Linked DNA regions of Arachis hypogaea: region 1 is linked to region 2. Evidence: chromatin contacts called from public Hi-C data. All regions are on one chromosome and are shown on one strand. Each heading gives the region's core, a stretch centred on a gene start, on an enhancer-like site or on the middle of the called end of the contact. The rest is flanking DNA. Distances are from core to core; before and after follow the strand shown. Region 1 has its middle 3.0 kb from the start of LOC112779934. Region 2 has its middle 22 kb from the start of LOC112776346.

Region 1 (5,165 bases), core at 1,712-4,211, 250 kb before region 2:
GTATTAAATATGCAATCGTAAGTAAAGTAAAATTATATTCAGAAATTAAAAAAGATAAATAATTTTTGTTAGTATTTTGTAATTTAATGATTTTGATCATTTATTTTTTATAAAAAAATTGAAGATTTCAGTAAATACAAAGTAATTAATGAATCATTAAAAGTTTAAAAGAATAGTGAATTTATGAGAAAATAAAACTAAAAAAATATATATATATATTGGATTTAAAAATAAGGATAATTTATATTAATAAATTAATTAGAGACTAAAATTGCACAGATGTCTTAAATAGAAATTGGTTTTATACATGTCCTAAACAGATCTATATAAATCGAATAGGACAAACTCGATTTTTAGGTATTTACATATAAATCTGTTCGGTAAGTCGGGTACCGGATGGTTCGGGTTGGTATCCTGGTTGGTGATGGGGCCTCGTCTGGTCGTGGGTTGCCGGTTAGACGTAGTCGAGGTCCCGAGCACTTCGCGTGGAAAGGGGGTGTCACCTGCAAAGACACTCCGACGCTCTAGTAAGTAAATATGCAGGCGAAAAAGGGGGGTAGAATGTGCGTGTCGTACCTTGGGGGAAGGGTAAAACCTTCCCCTTATATACCGTGTCAGAGGTGGGCCCTGCAAGGACAGGCCCACTTTCTTCGAGGCGTTCTCCTCACAGCTGTAGGTGAGCTGTCAGGGACGCGTATCCGAATCGGCTGCAAGGCGCCCTGCCCCTGACCGTTTGGGTCGGGTGGTGCCCGGGTCGGGCCAACCCGTAGAGGGTTTGGGCCAGGCCGCAACAGTGCCCCCACGCGCCAGTAATAGTCGTGAAAGCTATTAGTGGCGTGTTATTTCTCGTTCCGTGCGTTGTCGTCAGGTCGGCCACCCGTGGGAAGGACGTGCCCCCTACGCGCGTGTCTCTTGGTTATTGAGACGACCGTTCGTCGCTTCGTTCTTTGCGCTGAGCATTAAATGCTCATAATGAGTTGCAAAACCCTGCGCGCAAAGACCATTTTGCCCCTGGCCCTTTCGCGCTTTGTGTAGCGGTTTTTAAATAGTTTCTTCCTTCTCTCTCTCTCCCATTCTTGCTACTCTCATCTTCTTCACTCCCTGATATCCAAGACTTCGTTCGAGCCTTCCTGTGCCTCTCCTTTCCCTCCTAAGCTCCTGCAATCAATTCAGGTAACTCTCGATTTTTGCCTTCCTGTGCTTTACTGCTGTATGTTTGTTGCTTGTGTTTGTTCTGCATTTTTGCTGTTGTTGGTCTTTGATTTTGTTGGTAGATGGTGTTCTAGTGCCAGATAGATGCATTAGGGGAAGGGTACCATTCCAGGGTAGGCTTTTAGGTAGCTTGCATGATAGATATATGTAGCCATGCTTGATCTTAACTGTTGAATAGAATGGACGTAGTTCCTGGGTTTTTCCCGGATTCCCGACCTCATAGACTAACGGAGTGGTACCCCCGCTGTAGGTATGCCTCGCGTCGTTTCACGGGCTTCCACCTCTGCTGCGGGTTACGACCCCTATGCTTGGGTTGTTTCCGATTTGAAGGACTCCCTGAACCAGATGGACGAGGGGAGTTGACCGAATTCCGACAAGCCGAGTATCTCTGCAGAGGGACAGACGAGAAGGCCAACTATGACGTCTTCGTTCCTGCCCCCCATGAGCGGCTGTACGAGATCAATTTTCACTCCCCCTGGGTTGCCGACTGGATTTGGTTTTACAAAGCCATGTTCACCCAGGTGGGCGTTCGCATGCCGTTTTTCGACTTCCAGATGGCGCTTCTTAATCGGATATCCGTCTCGCCATCGCAGCTTCATCCGAACAGCTGGGCCTCTATCCATTGTTTCGAGATGGGTTGTGAATATCTCGAGCTGCCGGTATCGGTGAATGTCTTTCTTTTCTTCTTCAATCTCACTAACCCTTCCAAGGAGGGGAAAGCGAAGAAAGGGTTCCTGTCTTTCTGATCTGCCCAAGGTCGGAGGATATTTGGCTTGTTCGAGGACTCCTACCATGGGTTCAAAGACAAGTATTTCAAGGTTCGTCCCGTCAAAGGTCGTCATCCTTTTTGGTTGTCGCTAGAGGGTGAACGCCTCATCCCGACGTATTGGAGCTTCGGGGCGGGGTCTAATACTTTCATCAAGGTGACCTACAAGGTGATGTCCCCTGAAAATAAGAGGATTGCCGACGTGCTGTTCGCGGTTTTCGGAAAAAAACCACGTGAACCCACACCTCCTTATGGGTGACCGGGAGGTCGCCCGGAATTATATTTGTGAGCTATTTTGCCTTTGTGTTCTTGTGTTGCTTATCATTTAATTTGCTTTTTCCGACTTCACGAATGACGCATTTGTTTCTTTGTTGTAGTAGAGATGTCTGCTTCAGTGACAGGGCTCGAGGGTTTGGTTAAGACCTTTTTAGAGGATAGTGACGAGGAGAAGACGGACGAGAAGGTCGACGGGAAGTCTGAAGATCCTGTCGAGGAGAAGAAGGATCAGGCCGTGCCCTCTCCCCAAGATACCGCAATGAATTCGGCCGGGGTGCAGGTTTCCCCCACTCCCGAAGAGGCGGCCATTGCCGGACACTCGTCCTCTACCCGCCAAGATGACGATGATGTGGAACTTATTCATACTCCTAAGAGGCGGAGGGCATCTGCCAGCCCGGAAGGAACCTTTATCGTGATGGAGAAAAATTTTGATGCTGGGACTTTCATCGACTCCCACCTGATCCCTGGCATGGAGGAACATTTCCTTGGCATCGACCTGGCGGGGTAGGCGAGGTGGATGTATCGGACGCTGCTCCGTGGGGCCGTGATAGCTCAGAAGGCCGAGTTCAAGTTGTCGGAAATGCAGGCTCTTCGAAGAAAGCTTGAATCTTCTGGTAAGGCGAACAATGACTTCAAGGTGCAAGTCGAGCTGCTTCAGGGGCAGCTGTCCGAGGTGGGGAAAAAGCTCAAGGCTGCTGAGGAGAAAACAGAGTCTACCGAGGAGAAATTGAAGGCTTCCGATGAGACTGTGTCCCATTTAACCGAGCGGGAGATGACCCTAGAGAGCCAGCTGAGTGCCGCGCAGGGTCGGGTGGCAGCCTTGGAGAAGGAACGCGACCAGGCCGTTTCGTCGGCTAAAGCTGCTAAAGCCGAGGTCGACGAGCTTAAGAGGAAGCACAAGGCGACGAAGGAGCAAGGGAAGAATGCGATCTTCATGACCGAGGAGGCTCTGAAGGCTCAGGTGAAGATCGTGGCTCCAGACTTCGATACGTCGGCTATTGGGGTCTTCAAAACGATCCAGCACTGCAAGATTGTTGACACCGAAAATGAACTCTTGTAACTTTGGCTTTTGTATGGGTTTGTTGAATACTTTGTTGCAACTATTAACTTTATACTTTATTGGTCGCCTGGTCGGCTTATTGTTATTGCCTTTATCTTGCTTGGTAGCGTTTGTATTTTGTTACCGTCTTTTTGAGGCGAACTTATTGCTTGTGTATGTTTTGCCGTTCACGTAGGTAACTCGATTGAAACTGTTATGGTCTTATTATCACGGCCGTTCGTTATGGCTATGGTTCAGTTGGCTTCCCGGGGTGATCAATCCCGGGTTGCCGTTTACGAGCGCGATGGTGTGGGATTCGTATTGGGAGATAGTAGATTGGAGGATTCAAATAAGTAAGCATTAGTCGTTAGCTAAACAAATTTATGAACATGGTAGATATTTGATAAAAATAAACCATTGGGAATTAACAATGGGCTATATAGCTTATCAGGCCGCTTGGCCAGTGTGCCTGAGCTACGAATAAAATCTTCTCAGGTTACCTGCATTCCATGTTCTCGGGATTTCCTTGCCGTCGAGCCTTTCCAATTTGTAGGCGCCTTTGCCAAGCACCTCTTTGATTTTGTAAGGACCTTCCCAATTTGTCGCCAGCTTTCCTTCTCCTGGTGTCGGTGGCCCTATGTCGTTGCGTCGCAAGACGAGGTCGTCCTCTTCAAACTCCCTTTTGAGCACTTTGGTGTTGTAGCGCAGCGCCATTCTTTGTTTCAGTGCTACTTCCGACAAGTGAGCTATTTCCCTGGCCTCATTCACTAGGTCCTTCTCAACCGCCTCTTCCACTCCTTTCAGGAGTAATCGCGGGCTTGGCTCGCCGATCTCTACTGGTATCATTGCATCAACTCCGTATGTCAGACGAAAGGGTGTTTCGCCTGTGGAGCTTTTCTCGGTTGTGCAGTAGGACCATAGAACGGAGGCGAGTTCGTCGGCCCATGCCCCCTTTTTACTGTCTAGCCGTTTCTTAAGGCCTAGCAGGATGATTTTGTTTGCAGACTCAACCTGCCCATTCGTCTGGGGATGCTCCACCGAGGAGAACTTCTGTTTTACGCCCAGGCCAGTGAAGAACTCTGTGAATTTCTTGTCGGCGAATTGCGTTCCGTTGTCCGAGATGACGACTTCCGGGATCCCGAACCGCGTTATCACCTGCCTCCACATGAAATTTCTGCAGTTGGTTGACGATATACTAGCCAGTGGTTTAGCCTCTATCCATTTTGTGTAGTAGTCAACGGCGACTATGAGGTATTTGACTTGTCCGGGGCCGACTGGAAAGGGTCCCAATAGGTCGACTCCCCATTGTGCGAAGGGTCGGGAGGACGTCAGTAGTCTCAGCTCGGAAGCCGGCGCTCTGTAGAAGTTGGCGTTCTCTTGACACTTGACGCATTTTCTCACAAATTCGCCGGAGTCTTTCATCATTGATGGCCAGTAATACCCAGCTCGGATTAGCTTCCTTGCTAGGGCTTTGCCCCCGATGTGGTGGCCGCAGCATCCCTCATGAACTTCTCTAAGTACGTAGTCCGTCTGGTCGGGATGCAAGCACTTCAATAGGGGTTGGCTGAGTCCCTTTTTGAATAGTTGTCCCTGTATGATTGCGTATTTGGTTGCCTCCCTCCTCAGTGTTTTGACTGCTCTCTCATCGTCAGGTAGTTTGCCACGTTCCAGGAAATTTGTGATGGGGTCCAACCAGGAGGGGTTTGATTTTGCCAAATGGAAGGCCACCGTTGGCTCTTTTGCCATGCCCTGTATGAGAGACCGGTTGCCCGCTCCCGGCTTCGTGCTTGCTAGTTTAGATAGGAGGTCTGCCCGTGTGTTCCTCTCCCTCGGAACGTGTTGGATCGTGACCTCCTGAAACTGCCTGGTCAA
Region 2 (4,540 bases), core at 25-2,524:
ACAAAAAATGAGTAAACTATGATGGATGATGCAGAGATCCACTTCTGGGGACCACTTGGTGTGTGCTGGGCTGAGATTTAAGCAATTCACGTGCAGAGGCTATTTGTGGAGTTGAACGCCAGTTTTTGTGCCAGTTTGGGCGTTCAACTCCAGCTTTTGATCCTTTTCTGGCGCTGGACGCCAGAATTGGGCAGAGAACTGGCGTTGAACGCCAGTTTACGTCATCTATCCTTATGCAAAGTATGGACTATTATATATTGCTGGAAAGCCCTGGATGTCTACTTTCCAACGCAATTGGAAGCATGCCATTTCGAGTTCTGTAGCTCCAGAAAATCCACTTTGAGTGCAGGGAGGTCAGAATCCAACAGCATCAGCAGTCCTTTTTCAGCCTGAATCAGATTTTTGCTCAGCTCCTTCAATTTCAGCCAGAAAAATACCTGAAATTACAGAAAAATACACAACTCATAGTAAAGTCCAGAAATATGAATTTTTCCTAAAAACTAATGGAAATAAACTAAAAACTAACTAGAACATACTCAAAACTATATGAAATTAACCCCAAAAAGCGTATAAAATATCTGCTCATCACCCTCTTTGTTGCATCTCCCTATTCCATCTTGTATTCCTTTGCCCTCTTCTCTTTTTTCATCATTACTTCTTCCATACCATCCCATGTGTTTTCAGTCAGCATCAACTGTTCTTTCTGAGCTCTCTTTCTCTTCAAATTCAACCCCTCTTTGACTTGATTGTTCAATTTATCCTCCCATATCTTTAGGATTTTCTCATTATTGCCTCTGTTATCTGGAATTTCGTCCTCTTCTTATGCCAATTCAACATAGTAATCACACTCTACTATTTCTTTTTTTTTCTTGTTCCTTTGTAACTTCCCTTTGTGTCCCTCAAGCTCCATAAACCTTTTAGTGCTAACTCCCTATTATTTCCTTCTTCATGAACAAACATAGTCTTCAATAGCATGGTGTTCTTTTTATGCCATAGACTTAGTGTGCAGTATTTTAAAACTTCTTTATTGATATCTCCTTGCTAAATTTATTTAGAGAAATTGTTGATCCATGAATTCTCCTCTGTTTCTTGGTTCATTCCTTGTCTTTGGTTCCAGCCCATTGTTGAAAAAGGATCCATTATCTCTATTTTACTTTCTTTTGGTGAAGATTCTCCTATCTGTCCCTATTCTTTTTTTCGAGTTGGGCTCTTGGGATGGTAGGCCCAATATGTTTAGGGTTATTATTCTCCTTCTTGTTCCCTTGTAGCTCTTCTATTCCTTTTTTCTTCTTTTCTTTTCTTTCTCATAGATCCTTGATAATGCTGTCCATTACATTGACAATGCTAATATCCAAATTTTCTGCATTCCCTTTTACTGATGGGACTAAATCATCCTCTCCATCTTTCTTTTTGCCATCCTTACCCTCTATCTCTTGTAGCAGTTGCCTTCTAGAAACCACCTCCTCATCAAACACAACTTTAATCCGCTGGATATTTCCACTCTCTTCCGTTCTCTCTCCTTTTTTACTCTCCTTTGATTTTGTTGTGTTTGCATGCGTCATGTTCAACTCATTCTGGGTTTGTTCCCAACTTTTCTCCTTTTTCTCGAGTTCTTTTAGAGCTAGAGATCTAACACTGTGTGTTGCAAGATCAGCAGTGTATCTTGGCTTAGATTCATCCCAAATAGCCATCTTCATAGGTTTGTTGCAGCTCTTCATGTCATGCCCTATAATACCACACTTAAAACAAAAGCAGTATTAGAGTCTCTTATACCTAAAATTAACTCAGATTTTTGGAGCATTCCTTCTCTTGAACCTAAACCATGTCTAAAGAGGTTTTGTTACGTCTATAACTACTCGAAATCAAAGAAAATTTTCATAAGTGCACCTTTCACAAGCGATTCTTTCGCTTTTGATAAAATTTCAATCATGCCTCCCACTACCCTGGCTACTTCCATATTCAAATATTCTAAAGGCACTCCATGGAGTTGTATCCAGAATTCCATGTGATCATGGTTGACATCCCAAATGGATTCATCTTGTAGCCAAACTTTTAGGTTGATCAGGTTGCTCTAACATTCTAAAGTCCACTTTCCAGCATTTGTTTACCTTTGTTTCCATCTTTGAAGCTAATGAGCACCTCATTTCTTTTCACTTTAGTGATAGCTACTCCTTTCGAATTACTTCACATTCCTAAGATGGTATTTTTGCACACTTTGAATTTTACCTCTTTTTCAGCAATGATTTTTTCAACAATGTTTAAGAAATCTGTTTTATATCCGGGACTCTGGTTTAGATCAATGCTGATGGTCTTTCCCTCTATTGGATTAATGTCATTGTTGTTAGACATGTTGTACTGGATAGACATAGTAACGGTGTATAGAAGCGTTTCAATTGCAGGTGGTATATACTAAACTTAATGAGTAAAAAATTGGGATGGATTTGAAGATATTGTTCTGATGTGTTTGAAAAGAATATTTATAGGTCAAGATAAAGACGTTGACTTAGGATAGTTGTGGAAGCTATGATAAAGAAAAGGGATAGAAAAAATAAGATGAAGAAATTCAGGCTTGAAACTGACATTGTTATATTGTGAATGTAGTAGTGAGAACATATCAAAGCAAGTTAAGATCATAGAGATGTTGGGCAAGATGTGTGTATGATCTTCGAAAGATTAATGATAAAGGGTATATAGATGATAAAAGAACAAGTTTTTTCTTGAAAAACAGAACTTGAAGTTTTAAACTACTCTCCAGTTGAAAGAATTTTTCTCTCCATTGAGATAATCTAACCTATATAAGGGATTAAACACCTTATTACGCCGCATCCACATTCACAACTTAATGGTTATACAAATTTCTTTTAATTAGTGGCCCAAATCTTTAATACTGGCCTAAAACTATTTGTCCAATGGGTCATTCCCTTGTCATTAGGCCATAGTTATCCAACCTAGGCCGACCCATTTTGTCGAATTGAAAATTCGATAACAATTAATCCAATCAAATTTAGTCAAATTTAATAAAAAATAATCAAAATCAGTTAAAACTGACCCGGTCAAGTCAGATAAAACTCATTCAAACTTGAAATAATTAGATAAAACTCAGTCAAACTAAAAGAAAAATACATGATATTTTTCTATTAAATGTATTACACAAATAAAATTAAATTATATTTAAAAATTAAAAAAATAATTTTTTTATTAATTACAACATATTTTTTGTTTTAATGATTATTATTATTTTTTTATTTTATAAATACTTGAAGAGCATAATAAATATAAACTAATTGATGAGTTATTAAAATTTAAAAATAATAATTAATTTAATACAAAATCAAATTTTATATAATTATAATAAAAAAAAGTATATTCTTGAGTGTTTTAGTATTTTTTGTTCGGCCAATCAAAGAGTAATCCATCATGAATATGAGCTTCATCTAAGGATTTACCATTCGACTAAACATAGGTTAGTTAAAAGAAATTTATCTAACTAATTCATATTCTAAAATCACTAGTTAAAAATATAAAAATTAAATAACTAAACACTTGTTTGTTTAATATATTAAAAATAAAAAAATACTTTTACAGTATAAATATTATCTATTAATTAGTCTTTGATATATTATTTTATTTTAGGGTAAAATATCTCCATAAACCAAAGGGAGATGGATTTTACGTGAATCCCAAATCAAAATTCGTTTACGTGCATGTTTCAGAGCATATTTTTATATAAATCGAATTAATAGAACTCGATTTAGGCATACAAGTAGTAAATCAAATGGATGAAATCCGAATTACTAACGATGAGGGTAAATTGAATTGACAGGATTCGATTTTGTATGGATGTAAGTTTGCTTCAAGATAAATCGGCCCTATCAAATTCGATATAGCATGCATACCTAGATACATGTAATTCGCAGCGATTAAATTCGATTTATGTGCAAAATACGCGAATTTCATCAATCGAATCCATGAAATCCGATTTACTAAAGTTTAAAAATTTTTAGTATGTATAGGTTAGTAACGAGTACATTACAAATTTTTATAGTGCTCATCATAACATCTTTTAAACAATTTTTAAATTTTATAAAATTATTTATAATAATTACAAAAAAGGGCTTATAATAAAAAATTTAAAATTTTATAAAAATGTTTAATTTAAAATTGTTATTAAACTTTTAGTTGTACTCGTTATAAAATGAATAATTAGAATAAAAAAATTTAAAAATTATAACTATATAAAATGAATGAACGATTTAAAAATAGACAATCTAAAGCCAATTAATTTAAAAATATAGTTTAAAACATAAATCCTTCACATAATTACATAATTATGAATTTATGATATTAAACACTTTCTAAAAAATTATTCTAATGCTTGACTTCTAAACACCGAATTATTTATTTAAATAGTTTAATTTTTATCTAACCTAATATAATAAAGTAGGTTTAAACCTTATTATTATAATTATTACTATTATTATAATATATATTATCTATATTCTCTTATTGTAAATGATTTATAAAATGTGAAAATTTTTTA

The links. Hi-C and Micro-C count contacts between places; a contact is called where the count stands out from the background.
Region 1: a contact with region 2 is called in a Hi-C map of leaf, with 3 times the contacts expected there. The contact joins two enhancer-like sites. A contact is called at or near these places in 3 of 8 Hi-C or Micro-C datasets (leaf and an unstated tissue).

The regions. Positions count from the first base shown.
Region 1 is chr19:139,488,572-139,493,736 of arahy.Tifrunner.gnm2.J5K5, reverse strand. No RefSeq gene overlaps it. Among protein-coding and RNA genes, the nearest start is that of LOC112779934, 3.0 kb to the left of the region's middle. Within about 2 kb of position 2,961, at least 1 of the 3 cell types and tissues checked has open chromatin away from gene starts, as enhancers often do.
Region 2 is chr19:139,241,830-139,246,369 of arahy.Tifrunner.gnm2.J5K5, reverse strand. No RefSeq gene overlaps it. Among protein-coding and RNA genes, the nearest start is that of LOC112776346, 22 kb to the right of the region's middle. Within about 2 kb of position 1,274, at least 3 of the 3 cell types and tissues checked have open chromatin away from gene starts, as enhancers often do.